3 separate regions of the Mus musculus genome follow, and all the other regions are linked to region 1. A link is a contact called in public HiChIP or PLAC-seq data. All regions are on one chromosome and are shown on one strand. The core of a region is the stretch at or near the end of the contact, and the rest is flanking DNA. Distances in the headings are between cores, read along the strand shown. Region 1 overlaps Dennd1a (DENN/MADD domain containing 1A). Region 2 overlaps Dennd1a (DENN/MADD domain containing 1A). Region 3 holds the start of Gpr21 (G protein-coupled receptor 21).

The links. HiChIP or PLAC-seq counts read pairs in DNA pulled down with a chosen protein or histone mark.
Region 2: a contact with region 1 is called in an H3K4me3 HiChIP or PLAC-seq map of embryonic forebrain, with 4 times the contacts expected there. The contact joins two enhancer-like sites. A contact is called at or near these places in 10 of 39 promoter capture datasets (the 3T3-L1 cell line, 3T3-L1-derived adipocytes, the HPC-7 cell line and 6 more), 6 of 484 Hi-C or Micro-C datasets (cerebellum, cortical neurons, embryonic stem cells and 2 more) and 1 of 115 datasets of contacts at active chromatin or transcription factors (embryonic forebrain).
Region 3: a contact with region 1 is called in an H3K4me3 HiChIP or PLAC-seq map of embryonic basal ganglia, with 2.8 times the contacts expected there. The contact joins the promoter of Gpr21 here to the enhancer-like site in region 1. A contact is called at or near these places in 3 of 39 promoter capture datasets (the 3T3-L1 cell line, neural stem cells and second pharyngeal arch cranial neural crest), 1 of 15 datasets of contacts at CTCF or cohesin (large pre-B cells), 1 of 484 Hi-C or Micro-C datasets (nephron progenitors) and 1 of 115 datasets of contacts at active chromatin or transcription factors (embryonic basal ganglia).

The regions. Positions count from the first base shown.
Region 1 is chr2:37,817,396-37,820,831 of GRCm38.p6, forward strand. All of the region lies in intron 19 of Dennd1a (DENN/MADD domain containing 1A), which reads right to left. Among named protein-coding and RNA genes, the nearest start is that of Crb2, 43 kb to the left of the region's middle. Within about 2 kb of position 1,641, at least 24 of the 459 cell types and tissues checked have an H3K27ac peak or open chromatin away from gene starts, as enhancers often do. A contact at or near this core is called in cortical neurons, embryonic basal ganglia and embryonic forebrain, where this site is marked.
Region 2 is chr2:38,142,611-38,146,046 of GRCm38.p6, forward strand. All of the region lies in intron 3 of Dennd1a (DENN/MADD domain containing 1A), which reads right to left. Among named protein-coding and RNA genes, the nearest start is that of Dennd1a, 140 kb to the right of the region's middle. Within about 2 kb of position 1,676, at least 39 of the 459 cell types and tissues checked have an H3K27ac peak or open chromatin away from gene starts, as enhancers often do. A contact at or near this core is called in cortical neurons and embryonic forebrain, where this site is marked.
Region 3 is chr2:37,514,768-37,518,203 of GRCm38.p6, forward strand. It overlaps Gpr21 (G protein-coupled receptor 21), which reads left to right and starts at 1,859. Exons shown (of 2, transcript NM_177383.4): 1 at 1,859-1,932; 2 at 2,292-3,436. The coding sequence starts at 2,677. The region is part of intron 13 of Rabgap1 (RAB GTPase activating protein 1); the gene reads left to right.

The sequences.
Region 1 (3,436 bases), core at 391-2,890:
TATTTTCCTCTCTAAAGGGAAGGAGGGAGCAACTGACAACTCCACAGAGTGCCCAGCTAAGCCAACTTGCTTCTCAGGGTACCGTATGCCCTGTCTTCCAGTAGGGCTAAAGTGGATGCTGCACAAAGCACAGCTTACGGTGGCAGTGGGCACACGAGGGCAGCAGGCAGCTTCCTACACTCACCTCTTACTACACTGTGGGTAGATGGGTTATTCTGAGCTGCCACAATAGTGAAGCCACAGAGGAAAGGATGCCCACTTCCTTGTCCCATCAGAGCCCGTGATAGATGTTAGGCTGTGAATTTCTGGGTACTCTTAGAATGAGTCTCATTTGGTCTAATCAGTATTATGTGACTTTGTGTATGGTACCATCACCTCTGACCACTTCTAATGTCACAGAGATTGGGAAGAGAGCTGAGAATGTCTCTCTGTGGCTCCTGCTGTTCATGCAGATGAGCCAGCATTGCAGCAGGTATAGGGAGCATGCATTCTCTGCAGCTGCAATGAGACACTGGCTGACAGACGAGAAAGACAGTGCCCACACTCCATTACAACAACCCTTCTTCAGAACAACCCTCCCGCCCCCCAGCAACTGGTGGGCGACACAAAACAATGGCTTAGGAACAAGATTACAGAGGCTGGCTGCATACAAGACCAATCTCGATAGAGTCTCATGGAACCCTCAGGTCTGCGCACGTCTGACCAAACCAAAGATTTTCCTGTGGAGCGGCCAGTCTGAGCTCAGACGTCTTTGGCAAATCAGAGATGTGGTAAAGGCCAAGAACATTCCACAAAACATGCTGTCTTCTTCCACGGAGCTATTGTTAAGACTTAACCACAGGGTGTGGGTAACACACTGGTGTGGACATTGCACAGAGTGTGAGCTCCAGAAATGCTTGCCTGCTTCTTTGTGATCGAGATGCCCCCTTTTATCAATAGCAAAAGGAAGGAGGGGAGGTGCCTGTAAGAAGATAGATTGCAGATAGTCTTAATCCTTTTAGCATCCTGTGAGGTGCCTGGTACATAGTGGAACTTCAGCAAGATTTGTAGACAGGCCAATGTTACTGTCTGGAATCTAACAGCAGTAAATACTGCTGTGGTTGTCATTGTTATTAGAAAGGTGCCTGCCACTCAACAGACATTTGGTCAACATTTGCCGAATAAATACATGGCTATATCTGTCCCCACTCTCATATGGAAGTGGTTTCCCCAGCAAGGCTTCTTGGATCCCTGAGACTCTGCCTACAAAGGAAGAGAATGCAGCTGGGTGGAAGAGCTCTCCTGCCCTTGCCAGGGACCTGGGGACTGAGTTCAGGAAGGTCAGACATTATGGCCTGTCAGCTTGTCCCACACAGGGCTGCTCCTTACTACAATGAAGACAGGTTAAGAATGTGAACTTGCCACTGAAATGGGGGGATTAAGTTTGTGGCAACTTCAACTGAACTTGCAACGTGGTGAAACATGGGGAAAAAGAACAACAGAGCTAATTAGACGAGCTGAGCTGTCAGAGTGCTGCTGAATGGCTCAGCGCCAACAAACAAAAGGAATGGGTTGGCAATCAGCAGGATCGATGGAGGAGACTGCTTCATTAGGGATGATAAAACAGACAGAGGAGGGAGAGGAGGGAGGGGTGAGGGAGGGTGGGAAAGACACAACGGACCAGAGACAGTCACCCCTGTGGTTACAGACCCACCCAGAGTCACACATTCCTCACTGGTGTAGGATTATCATTATAGACAAACACCCAAATGCACCAGGGCTCAGAGACTGCAGTGTATATACAGTCTTACAAACAGATATCCACAAAGGCAGGCATTAAGAGGTAATGGTGCATTCTCTCTCTCTCTCTCTCTCTCTCTCTCTCTCTCTCTCTCACACACACACACACACACACACACACACACACACACACACACACCCCATGCAGTGGCAGGCTACAACCAGGCCTAGACACACAGACAACTGGTTTAATCAAAGACAATGCAGATAAACCCCTGTGTATTTCAGCAGTACCATCCTTCTTCTGGGGTGCTTAGCAAGGGTGAAGCCTGGGTGGAGGGGAAAACCACTCTCATACACAACAGGGGCTGGCCCACCACTGCTAAGATCTCAGCAGCACCAGGGGAGAGAATGCTAAACAGGGCTTTCCAGATCTGTTTGGGGGGACTAGAGAGGAAAGTTGGGAAGCCAGCCAATTCCCCACCGGATTCAAAACCTGAGAAATCTAAGTCGGCAGGGTTAAGTGTGTATTGAATACAAAAGCACCAAGTACATTTGATTTTAATGGTGAGCAAGAAATAATAAATAGCTGATAAAGTGCTTCACATGTGGCCCACAGCAGCCTGCCTCTCCCTTCTCCCTGGTGGCTCCAGACACTGCCCTTCATCCAGGAGACACCAGCATGATTTTCTTTTGCTCTTTCTTTCTCCTTATTAAGAAGACCCCTCAGACCCTCTGGTCATAGCCAAGCTCCAGCCACAGGTGCTGGGCTACACAATCCCTCCTGTCAAGGCTGAGTGCCTACCATCCCATGGCTTTTCCACCCAGGCCAGCAGCTGTTGTACTCAGCCATGTTTATAGCCAGTGACCTGGCAAATCCTGACATAGAATCATGTCAGGCTGTCCTCTCTGTGACCCTTAAGAGTTCCATGATCCAGGTCTCTCGAGTTTCTTTCCATCCAGTGTGGGCTGGTGTCTATGAATGCATCCAGAATACATAATAGTCCCTGTGGCCTGGGAACCCTGGGTCCCGTACAACATATCTTCTAGCCTCCTAGTCTGTCTCTCAGTGGGTATGCTTGCAGAAGAGGGGAAGCCCAAGAACACGGCCAGTGAATTACCTCTTGCCCTGGCTAGGGGCAGAGGCAGACACTACCCAGTCTTCTTTTGGGACAACATTGCTTCCTCAAGTTCTCAGGTGCTTGGGCACCCTACAGTTTACCCAATTCCCACAATAATGAGACTACAGTACACAAGAGCTGTCTCTAGTACTTGAGCTACCATGCCTTGAATCACATTGAACCCCTGGCTGTCCTAGAGCCCAGGCCTCTAAGACTGCCTGGAGCTCCCTACCAACTACCTATGGCTGCCAAAAGCCATCTGTTGAGAACTTGAGAGGTAGGTCTGGTCTCAAAGGCCAGCTGGTCTCTTACTATCTCTGTAGTCTTGGTTATGAAGACCAAGGGAAATGACATCTGCCTTCAGTGGGCTGGAACAAGAATAGATGAGATATGGAGTACCTAGCCCAGTCCTGGGTACATTCAAGGGTGCTTATACTTTCCAACTCTTATCCCTGCCATGACAGAATGCTGCCCAGAGACCTCACTGCAAGTCCATCTGGCCAGAGCCCAGTCTCTGTCCCAGTCCTGTGTGCTAAGGCCACCTCATTTCCATAAAGACAGAGACTTAGGGAACTGGGGACACCAGAAGGAACTTA
Region 2 (3,436 bases), core at 426-2,925, 330 kb after region 1:
TTGCCCTCAGGAAAATACTATTTAGAGAAAGGAAGAAAGAGAGAGAGAGAGAAAGAGAGAGAGAGAGAGAGAGAGAGAGAGAGAGAGAGAGAGAGAGAGAGAGAGAGAGAGAGAGAGAGAGAGAAATGAAGGAAAAAGAGCACTGATAAAATACTATTTTGTAAGCATATTAAAAGCTGTCAGCTTTTAAATATTTTAAATGCACACAAAAATGTGCACAGATGGGCATCTTTTCTGCTCACATTAGTCTAGAAAAAAAAATCTTTCATTATCAAGCTCAAAGTCCTTGAATTTTTTAAACTTAATTGTGCCTCTATTTCTTAGAATTCACACCCCAAGGCCAAAGCTTTCCTGCCACCAGTCCTTCAAATCTGACTTGGACATTACACGGGAGGAGGCTCCAAGCCTCCCTGAGGTCTCACTCCTTTTACAACACACGAAAAAGCAGTCGATAATGGGCCCATGCTGAATTCACTGCTCCCCACGTCTCCTCTTGGGACACAAGCCTAGCAGATGTGATAAAAACTGTGTCAGAGAAGTGGCTCTAGTTTGTGCCTTAATGACAACTTAAACCTCTACACCAATACAACCAAGAGATGAACAGAGCTGCCTGTTACCTCTCTCTGCTGCCAATCTTCCAATACCTTGGAACTAAATTAGCGCCTCTCCCCACAACTTCCCCTGCCACCCCTCAAAACCTATTCTAATTTTAAAAGATAAATGAGTTCAGAAAACACACTGGTGGCACAAGTGTCTGGGTGCTGTGTGTGTGGATGTCCTATAATTAAACGCTGACACATATTTCATAGAGTTTGTATTTTCTCAAGGTATGATTGAACATTCAGATGTCATAAAAGACTGCCTACTAAACTCCCTCTGATCACCACCCCAGTACCCATATTCACATATACCGCTGGGAGATTTACAGCCTCCAAAAAAAAAAATGCTTCAAGGTCTAAAGATTATTTTTAAACATGTTCAAACATAAGAGAGGTGATATTCCAAGTTAATGAAACATTCTAATTATTAAAATTTATACAGGACAATTTCTTAAACCATAGGCGGTTATACTTTTCTTTTAACTCATAAGAACTCTTTGTCTTATCTAATGATATGGTACCATAAAAATCTATTTAAATGTGTACCTCTGATAACATTTTCTAAATTCTATAATTCAGCCTTCAGATGATGGGTCTTTTAACCCAGTATCTTGAAAGCCTATTCAGCCACAATTGCATACCCACTTAATCAGCAATCATTGTTCTGGGATGTGGGACTTTGTTGTCAAGACAAGCACCAAAACCTTTAAAAAAAAATTTTTTTTTTTTTCAGAACTGGCATAAGAAAAAAGTGATCTTTGTCAGACAAGGACAAATTTATGCAAATCTTTTATAAACATTCACAAACATTTATTTAGCTTTTGAAATGTTGGCCTCATTTGAGAGCATGAAAATGAGGGGGAAGTAGAAAAACGCAAAGGACAGCTTAGAAGCTGGCACGCTACATAAATATTCAGAAGGAAGATTATAGGATTCATGTTAGGCTGTCTTAGGCTTCTCCAAAGTCCACATAGAATAGCAAAGAACAAAACTAACGAGAAGTGCAGCAGATGTTAGACAATGCATCGGCCTCTTTTCCTCTCTCACTTGGCTATACTTGGACGCTTTTATATTTCCTTTCAATATGGTTAGGTCATTCAAGGATTCTCCTATAGACTCTGTATTGTGGCTACAGATCTATAAGCTGGGGGTCTGTCAGCTTTCCAAAAGTTTCCAATGAAAAGGCATTATGCAAATTCTACCTCTCTTACCCTCTTTCAGGGGGGAAAAAAGCCTCCAGTATGCAGTCATCAGAGTATTGGAAGCCCCAGCCTTCATTTCTGTATGGCTGTGTTTGCCTCAGGGCCACGCTGCTTGTTTTGACAGTGGATCCCCCTAGATAGTTGGGATTAGTCGAGCTTGTTTGGATAAACTTGAAATCAAGGCCTTCTCTAGGTAGACAGCTAGATGTAGCTACCGAGTTTCCAGCTGCCTCCTCCTTTCATCCCCAAACAACTGCAGATTCACAGTAGCTATCACAGCCACAGGCTATGTCACATACATAAGTACAAAATTAAAGGCTGCTAAAAGAAGCCTTTGTAAGTCTTAGTGCTAAAATAAGGAATCTGTACTGCTTGGTTTATACAAATTATTCTAGCACTACCAGTATGGAACTGAACCTATCAGTTAACAAGGCATGTTAATCAAGGCTCCTAGCTTATTCTGATAGACAGGATCATGGTTTAGTATTCACCTAACCTCCACTTATTAGCTCTTACATGAGGATAATAGCTGAAAATGTTGAAAAGGAAATAGCAGTCTTTATTTATCCAGTGCCAGGGAATGTTAGAAAGATACCATCAACAAACACTGCAAGCAGAAAACAGGAATCAAAGTGTAAATATTAGACCTGCTTTGGAAAGAGTATTATTTAGGAATGATTAAACAGGGTTCCACTGCACAGCCATCTCTATTTCACAACTAATATTTCTCCAATCTTATAATGAAAGGAGGACAGGAGGAGGAGTTAGGACTGAGGAAACTTACAGTCAGAACACACTGATGGCATTCTGTTACTGAGACAGAAGGCAGGTGATATGAAACACTAGCAAAATAAGAAAACTATGTAAGAGGTTTCCTAAAATCTAGCATTCAATATTTTACACTTTTTTAATCTCTTCAAAAGGCTAGCAAAATATAAGAAAATAATTCAACCTCATATATATGTTTAATTTACTTTAGTTTCAACACACACAAACTAGCAATTACCTGTGGCTGCTTGCGACCAGCAAAGGCTTTTCTAGAACATTTTCTAGATTTTTTTCTGTGACCCATAATGTTTGTAAGTCCTTTTCCCTTACAATGTCAACTCACACAAGGCAGCTTTCAATCAAATCTTTCACTCATCATCATGTATTCTCAGGAGTCAGCAGCTTAGGTCACTATTTCAAAGAGAAGCCCTAAGTACTGAAGCTATTCTAAAGCTCATTGTCATGGGCTTCATTTCTTGGATAACTTACAACATAAAGATCTGTTTAAGAACATACCACTTTTTCTCTAAAAGCCTGCAGCAAATATCCCAGGGCTTGGGATCAGTTACACTTTCTAGCACATAGTCTACTTTTAAAACTACTAAAAAGGGTCAAAAGGAAAACAATAACGTAATTTGAAAGTGACATTAAAAAAAAAAAAAAAGCAGCACCAGCACATTCCCACAGCCAGGCGTGGTAGTACACACTTGCAACCCTAGTACTCAGGAAGCCGAGGCACAAGGATCGCAAACTTGAGAAAAAACAAAACAAAACAAAACAAAACAAAACTAAGCTACACAGTGAGGCACTGTCTCAAAACACCACTGCCAACACACCTACCCACCTAATCACTCCAACATACACATT
Region 3 (3,436 bases), core at 609-3,108, 300 kb before region 1:
CTCTATATAGTGTGACTCTGCCTCAAAAATAAAATAAAATAAATAAATGAAAATTTTAAACAAGCATGTAACATTTCATATGTCTGACAAAAGGCAGTTTGTCTTGCTTCAAGTCCTAGCTTCCCTGTTTTCTATCTGTCTTTGTTGGACAATTTAGTATCTCTTGGCATAAAATGTGATAATTGAACCTTGACTATTAGTATTAATAAGGATAATTCATAGTCATAATAAGTGTAAGCTACTGCCTAGTTACTGTTATTTACTTATCTATTATTTTAGTTTTAGAATATTATTTTGGCTTCAGTGAAAATGTGGCAAAAGATAAGTGTGGCTTGAATTGGGGTGCTGGCAACACTTTTTAAGACCTTCAGTAGGTGATTAAAGCATTAGATGGTGCCAGACCTGTCATTATTTTATCTATTCCTTACCTTAAATAAAGTATAATTTACAAAGTAGTCATAGGGAGAGGTTAAAAGTAATAGATAACCATAAAATAGCTATAACAGTATGTGTTGCGATATTATGTGAATGTTGGCTGTCTCAAACTGTAGGGTTTTTTTTCATCCAGTGTTTTCAGACTACAGCTGTGCTGATATACTGGATTATAAAATTGCAGATCAAGAGACTGATGGATATATTGTGTAAGAGGTTCTCAGGGGTAGAACCCTCAGCATACATGTGCTAGGGACTGGGAGAGTAGGAACAGGAGTACCTCAAGTTATCTGTGAGTGACAGTGACTTAAATACAAAAATCTCTGAGGCAGGAGGCTGTCCCTTCTGTGCTGCTCTTCTCTACTGAGGCCTGTCACATTATGTTATTTGTCTCCTTGAACATGTCTCGGGGGTCCTTACTTTCCTGAATTAAAGTGTTCACACTTCACTGAGCTGTGATTGTAAGCATCCTTTGCCCACAGTAAGAAAGCATGGATAAAAATAAATAAAAATACAAGTTGGATCACATGGTTCTTTGTTCAAGTGTACAGATCTCCTAGGATTACTACAGTTGCAGCATTTGTTTTCCTTTACTGATGATGTGAGGCTTTATTCAGGCAAAATTATACCATTCCCACAGCACCCAGTTTATGAAAACGGAAAGCACCCTTTATGACATTATCCAAAAAAGTAGTGTGTTATTTCAATTTGCATTGTTTTAGATAAGTAGAAACAAGATTGAACTGTAAGATTCAAAGACTTGGTACCTAAATATCTGTGTACTGTCACTCCACTCAAGTGGAGTACCTAACTAAACTGAGGAAGAAGGAGAGAACAAATAGCACCATTTCCAAATATTAGCCAATATCTAATAAATGATAAAGGAAAATTGAGGCTGAATATTGTCTCTCAGCTGTAACGTCTTGTGCAGCTGAATTAGACTTCCTCGGGTGCCATGTACTGTTACCATGCTTCCTTCCTGTGACACTGTCCTTTGTTCTTAGGGACACAAAAAAATAGGACTTTCCCCCCTCTCTCCTCTGGTACTGTACTTCAGCCCAAATCCCAACTCCTCCCTCTCTCCATCCCCACCTCTGCCCATGTTTCTTACTGGCAATCTGAATTCTGCTCATTTACCTATGAGGAAGATTGCCGACCGACAAGGAAACAGCTTTCAGATACATCCTGTGGGCGCACCAAGCCAGCGCCTACTGTGCCGTCGGGAATTCCTCTATGGGAATAAATGGTAATGAGTTGTCCAGCACGCTAGAGTGTGTGTGTGCCCTAGCACACAAGTTGCCCTGCCCTGCCCTGCCCTGCCCCACCCCCTTTCTTCCTTTTCCCAAGCCCCTCTCTCTGCTTCTCCTCCTACTCCTTTAGCCCCTCCCTCTGTGCCTTAGTTCTGCAGTAGGCTGGCTTTACGAACATTCCTGCATTGCAAGGCTTTCGGTTAAGGATGTATTGTGGCTTTTGTTTGGATTTCAGCATGCAGAATCACAGGTAACACTCTGAAATTGAGCTAAGCAGATAAATTGTATTAAGGTGTTTGCAGAGATATAATAGTACATTGGATTTAATGGAGAAAATAATCTTGGTTAATTTTTATCAATGATAATGTCTTCAGGATTACCATAAGGAGATTCTCCTACAACACGTAAAATAAAAGAAAATGAGGGTTTATAATTTCTTTATGTTGATCTTGGAAGCATGGTATTGCTGTTCCTCCAAAGTAAGGGCCGTTTATGGAGGAGGCTGCTTAGGGTGAAGTGGGAGGGGTGCTGGCAGTCAGAGCTAGCTAGGTTCTTTGTCTAGGATGTGGAATGCAAAATGTAAAATGCTCTCTCCTTTTCTTCTATCAGCTGTTCAGAGGAGACTCATTACAACTCCTGCTGAAGCTACTAATCTTCCTCCCTCTGCCCCTCCCCCACCCACACTTGGCCTGAAGACACTGTCCCCAGTTTGCCTTACTCCCTTGCTATGTGTTTGGTGAAACTGGCAGTATGGCTGCGTCTGGGACTGGCCAGACAACTGCTGTTGGCTTTCCCTATTCCAGGAAGAATTTAAAGGGAAATTGTACAGCAGGCAGTATACCCACCACAGCAGCAACCTCAGGAACGTGATGACTAGGGCTCCCTGGCTTTGTCACAGGCATGCAAAGCTGACTGCAGTGACAGTAGCTGCTCCTGAGAACTGAGACAGCAGCCAGGTGGCAGCATGAAGTGAGAGCCAGTTCCTGAGCACGAGATGAACTCCACCTGGGATGGTAATCAGAGCAGCCATCCTTTCTGTCTTCTGGCACTGGGCTACTTGGAAACTGTCAGGTTCTGTCTTTTGGAAGTGCTGATTATTGTCTTTCTAACTGTATTGATTATTTCTGGCAACATCATTGTGATTTTTGTGTTTCACTGTGCACCTCTGTTGAACCATCATTCTACAAGTTATTTTATTCAGACAATGGCATATGCTGACCTCTTGGTTGGGGTAAGCTGCCTGGTCCCTTCCTTATCACTCCTCTACTACCCTCTTCCGATTGAGGAGGCCATGACTTGCCAAGTATTTGGTTTTGTAGTGTCAGTTCTGAAGAGTATCTCTATGGCTTCTCTGGCCTGTATCAGCATTGATAGATATATTGCCATCACTAAGCCTTTAACCTATAATACCCTGGTTACTCCCTGGAGACTACGCCTCTGTATTTTTCTGATTTGGCTGTATTCCACCCTGGTCTTCCTGCCTTCCTTCTTCCACTGGGGTAAACCCGGATATCATGGAGATGTATTTCAGTGGTGTGCAGAGTCCTGGCACACCAACTCCTACTTCACATTGTTCATCGTGATGATGCTGTACGCCCCAGCTGCCCTCATTGTCTGCTTCACGTATTTCAACATCTTCCGCATCTGCCAGCAGCACACAAAAGAAATCAGCGAAAGGCAAGCCCGATTCAGCAGCCAGAATGGGGAGACTGGGGAACCCCAGACCTGTCCAGATAAGCGCTATGCCATGGTCC